Linked DNA regions of Sus scrofa: region 1 is linked to region 2. A link is a contact called in public Hi-C data. All regions are on one chromosome and are shown on one strand. The core of a region is the stretch at or near the end of the contact, and the rest is flanking DNA. Distances in the headings are between cores, read along the strand shown. Region 1 holds the start of LOC110259338 (zinc finger protein 177-like). Region 2 holds the start of ZNF317 (zinc finger protein 317).

What was found. Hi-C and Micro-C count contacts between places; a contact is called where the count stands out from the background.
Region 1: a Hi-C map of embryonic fibroblasts shows a contact between it and region 2, with 1.8 times the contacts expected there. The contact joins the promoter of LOC110259338 here to the promoter of ZNF317 in region 2. A contact is called at or near these places in 2 of 47 Hi-C or Micro-C datasets (embryonic fibroblasts and heart right ventricle).

What each region holds. Positions count from the first base shown.
Region 1 is chr2:67,906,554-67,909,253 of Sscrofa11.1, forward strand. LOC110259338 (zinc finger protein 177-like) reads right to left here and starts at 1,311. Exons shown (of 8, transcript XM_021083761.1): 1 at 862-1,311.
Region 2 is chr2:67,310,869-67,313,568 of Sscrofa11.1, forward strand. ZNF317 (zinc finger protein 317) reads left to right here and starts at 1,280. Exons shown (of 6, transcript XM_021083756.1): 1 at 1,280-1,461.

The DNA of each region.
Region 1 (2,700 bases), core at 61-2,560, 600 kb after region 2:
AATTTTATTAACAGTTTTATATTGATAACAGCTAAATTGGGTTAAATAAGATCTATTATAAAAATATCTTTGACTACTAAAATTATTTAAAATTACATCTGTACTTCACATTATATTTTTATTAGACAGTACTGCTCTAGACTCAACATCCACTTTATGAGATAGGGAAGTTAATTAAAAGCATGGGAAAACCATATCATATCAGAATGCCAACATTTAACAGTATAACTTAACTGGAATTTGCAGTAACCAAAATGAAATTTTTAATACAGGCAAATAAATGTATTTTAGGTAAAAGAGATCTAAAACCAAAATGCATCTTACACATCTTCTTTGGGTCCTAGCTCGAGAATCATAGACACTTTTGGCAAACCGGAGAAATTTTGACTTTCTCGATGGACAACTGAGGTGTTTTTAGTAGGAGATTGTCCTCATTCTTAGGAGATGCATGCTTAAGAGTAAAGGGTGAGGTGAATATCTGCAATTTCCCATTAAATGGTTCGTCATAATATGAATGACAAGAGACAAATGAGACGAAAAAAATCTCATTTATCAAAATGTTCCTTTTATTGACTCCACAGATTTTCTTTAGATAGGAACTTCAAGATGATTACTTGGAAGGGAAAATCCACCCGTCAAAACCCATTTTACTCATGGTAAATTCAATTTCAACTTCTGTACGAACACAACTCAGTCTGCATGGTCTTCCTTACCAGAGACTCCTGTCCTTTGAAGCTTTGGAGGCTTTATAGGGCTCTGATGAGGTACACTTAGTGTTTTACGAATGCATTTATTGATATCAGTCACACGTGCTCCCTATTAACCCGGGAAGCTTTCTCTTTCCAACAGAATACAACTTACCAAACTTGAATAACGGACAATCAGCCGGGACAATTCCACCGAATGCTCCCCGGGACTTGGGGACAAGGGGCCGTTATGGTCGGAGTCATTGACGAGAACGACGGAAATGCTTTTTCTTTTCCTTCCGGGGCAAGGACCCAGCGGTTGCTCCGGAGGCTTTTAAAAGGGGAGCACAAAGGATGGAGAAAAGTACTGACAGACCCGTCTCCTCCCAGAGCTGCCGCCACGGACCCAAGCCGGCCAAGCGAGCCAGAGCTCTCGGCTGACGGGCAGCCGCCCAGGAGCGTCAGGCGAGAGGCCCGTGTGGCCAGTTCAGCTCATCCCTTGACTTGAGCCTCCCCTTTGGTCTCGTCCTCTCTCGCTTGACCGCACAGAGGACTGACCGCCAAATGCCGAATATTTCAGCCTCAGACCCGGGTAAGAGCGCCCTTGCGACAGCTACTGCCTGCGCACGCGCATACTCCAACGCACCCACGCAGTTCCAGTCTCCGCCTACTGCGTAAGGGGCGGGGCCTGGGGGGATGCTGAAGGCTGCAGTTTTTTCCAGGAGGGGCTGAAGAACTGCTCTTTTCCTACCACGAAGAAGGGATGGGGGGCTGGTCTGGACTCCAGTGGGGGCTATGGCACAGAACCGGTACAGTAGTTTGTTTTCCTCCATAGCCTGTGCGTCTTACATGCACTATATTCTGTGGGGAGATGGGGGAGACTATAGCCTGAGAGGCAGCTTTTAGATAGCTTTGAGAAACCACTCCAAAGAGCTAGGGGATGGGCAGGGAAGGCCTTATATCTGTGATTTTGGTGAAGGCAGGACGTACATGCCTTCAAGCACATATTTTGCAGAAGGTTGCTGCTAGTCACATGAAGCAGACATCACTATGAAGGATTTTAGTGCTTTTCTAGATATGAGGAGATACAAGAATTGGGCTCATAAATCTCTTGAAAATATCTATCTGAAGACCTGTATTGCCAGTTTTTCCCAGAGCACAGATTGCCTCATTCCTGATCTCCACCCTGAACTCCTTACAGCAGTTGTAGTGACTCATGATTCTATCCTTCTAGAGGCAGATGGCAAGTGCTAATCTCCAGTTGGCACCTATGTGAATAACAGTTGCTTTCAAATAGAGAGGTAGTTGAATGCATCATACCCACTGTTGCACAACTTTGCAGACCTTTCCCCACAGGGATAATGAATACAGTCAGGGCATAACTGTACTTGATGTTTTCACATGTGCCATAAATTCACTGTGCACCATTTACTTTTTTTCAATATAGTTTAGCTTCCTCTCTGTGGTTCCCCTTACCTGGGAAGGGAGCAACAAACTGCCGTTAAGGCGAGGGGCAGCAAATGCTTCAGTATCTCAGTCTGGGGCCTCTGACACTGGAGGTAAAGAGATGACCCTAAGTTTAAGTCTGAGATGGCTGCTGCCAACTGTGTGGCTGAGGTTGCTGTCCTGGAGCAAGGGGATTCTTTAGCTACTGAGTTGCAAGAGCGACTGTAATGCCCAGCTGATCTCGAATTTCCATTATGTTCAAAGTCTGTAAGAGCTTGACAATCTACTTCAAATAACAAGAGAAAAAGAAAACAACTCGTTATAATTTGAGAGACCAAAAGAGGGATGGTTCTTGATATCATCCTAGAATTGGTCAAAGGCTAACTCTGCCTGACCTCCTAGGGCAGACATTCATAGGTTTTAATAGTAAGAAGGAGGCAGAGATAATTAAAGTCGCAATGCATGGTCTACCAAAGGTCTTAGGAAACCTCTAAGTTGTCTTTTGATAAAAGGAAAGGGAATTTTGTTTTTTTTCTCTTTTTTTGGCTGCCTGCAGCATTTGGAGTTC
Region 2 (2,700 bases), core at 30-2,529:
TTCTTGATTATTCTTGCTTTTTTTTCTGCATTCATTATTTCCCTGATTAGTACCTATTTGAATCTACCCTTTGGAACTCAGGGCGGGTAATAGGAGGCTGAATCTTTTATCCTGCAAATAAGAAAATGAGGGACCTGGAAAGGCTTTTTGCCCAGGAGGGTCCCACCGGTCCCGCTCAATTTACAATCCATCAGGTCCAACAGTGAACTTTCTGGACTCAGAAACAAGAAAAAAATATTTCTGGCAAACCAATCAGATTCTTGGCTAATGATCAAGGTAGAACTGAGTATTTCCTATTGAATCAAAGAAGAGTCCAGGATGTTGCCAAGGTTTACAATGGAAATGTGGAAAGATGGGGTTGCTGTTATTTGAAGTTGAGAAGGTGGAGCCAGGAGTTTAATTTGCGGCTTTTTTTTTTTTTTTTTTTTTTTTTGGTCTTTTTAGGGTGGAACCCACAAGATATGGAGTTTCCCAGGCTAGGGGTCCAATCAGAGCTGTAGCCACTGGCCTATACCACAGCCACAGCAACTCGGGATCTGAACCTCGTGTGTGACCTACACCACAGGTCATGGCAATGCTCCATTCTTAATCTACTGAGCAAGGCCAGGGATGGAAACTGCATACTCATGGATGCTACTTGGGTTTGTTAACCGCTGAGCCATAACAGGAACTTCTAATTTGTGGCATTTTAATGTATCTATAAAATATCCAAGTGGAGAGAATATCTCATTCCAAATGGAATTTAGAGTAGAGGTGTGGAGCTGTGGATGGAAACTTCCATCTTGACTATTAAATAGCACTTAAAAGTGGTAAGATTCACTGCTACCTCAAAGATTATAAATTGCAAAGACGCCTGAGAACTGAGACCCAAGGCATTTGAAAAATTAGAAGGTGGGGTGAAGGATAAACGAATCCGATTAGTATCCATGAGGATGCGGGTTCCATCCCTGACCTTGCTCAGCGGGTAGGGGAATCTAGCCTTGTGGTGACCAGTGGCACAGATGTGGTTCTGGAGCAGGCAGTCAGCTATAGCTCTGATTCCACCCCTAGCCTGAGAACTTCCATATGTTGAGGGTGTGGCCCTAAAAAGAAAGAAAACAAACAAACAAACAAACAAAAAAAGAAGTTGGAGGAACCCAGCAAGATCAGTAGATTCCACGTATACAATACCCCAAAGGCTGCCTAAATTCGAGAACTACATTTCCCAGAATCCTTTCCACCCTGTGCTTCCAGGTTAGCGGTCCTGTTATGAAATCCCGCGACACTTAGAAGGCGGAAGTGGAGCGGAAGCCATTACTCTCCGGAGGCAATTCCCCCTGTACACATGGGCAGAGGAGTGGTCCGCAGCGGCTTGTTCACAGCTGTAGGTCTCCGCGGCAGATCAGACCATCGTATGAACTTCTCCTCCCTTCAGCGGCAGCTTCCATGACCTCCGCTCCCCCTGATTCTGCCCTTAGTTGTGTAAGCCTCTCTTTCCTCATTTAACCCTTAACTCCCGGCCTTCCTGAGGACACGAGAGGCCCACAAACCGGGAGGAGTTAGTGGGGACGGGGACCTGGGACTGGGAAGCCAGGCAGCTGGGCGGAGTGTGTTTTAGAGCCTGTAATAAGCGATATGAAACGCTGGTGACTAAGTTTAGGTCCGCTGTATTTAGCGGTGAGGGGGAAGCATTGGCGGTATGGTCCAAAAAACCTGACAGATTGGGATGGAGACAGGAAAAAGCCCGGCGAAGTGAGTTCAGGACTTTATTGGAGGACGGGAGTGGGGTTAGGAATTGGAAACCTGCAGGAATAAACTACTTACCTTTTGCTTTGTGTTCAGTTTTGTCTAATATTAATAGGAGCACACTGGTTTTGTTAGCATTTGTCTTGAATGCTTTTTACGCTTAAAATTTCCATATACTTTATTTGCTTGAGGTGACTTTCATGTACATAGCCTGTAACTAGATTTAGAAACTCACTGAAACGTTGTTGTTTAATTTGACAGTCCATTAATATTTATCATGGTTACTAATATTTTGCATTGGTTTCTAGCGTCTTATTTGGTGCTTCCTATTCTTTTCCCTTCAATATTTATTCTTTTATTGGAATACTGAACATATATGGCCCCGCAAAGTATGAGGACATACGAAATAAAAAGAAAAAAAAAAGCGAATCCACAAACCAGGCCAAGAAAAATAAGATTATGAAACTTCAGAAACCTGTATTCGCCTAAACTCTATCCTACTCTTTCCCCAGGATTTTCTTTGTCGATCTTACTGTTGATGTATTCTCAAAGATGTATTTCTTGGGAGTTCCCATCGTGGCTCAGTGGAAGCGAACACAGCTAGAATCCATGAGGATGCATTTCGATCCCTGGCCTCGTTTGGGTCGGGGAACCAGCATCGCTCTGAGCTGTGGTGTAGGTTGCAGAGGCAGCTCGAATTCTGAGTTGATGTGGTTGTGGTGTAAGCCAGCAGCTGGAACTCGGATTCCACCCCTAGCCTGGGAACTTACATATGCTTTGGGTGCAGCCAAAAACAGCAAAAAAAAAAAAAAAATATATATATATATATATATATATGTATAATATATATATATATTTCTTAATTTTGGTAATTACTTGTAAGTGGACTCACACTCAGGTATTTTTAGAGTCACCCTCTTTCCATATTGGTGAAGTACACATTTTAGAGATTTCCAAATACCTTGCTTGGAACTG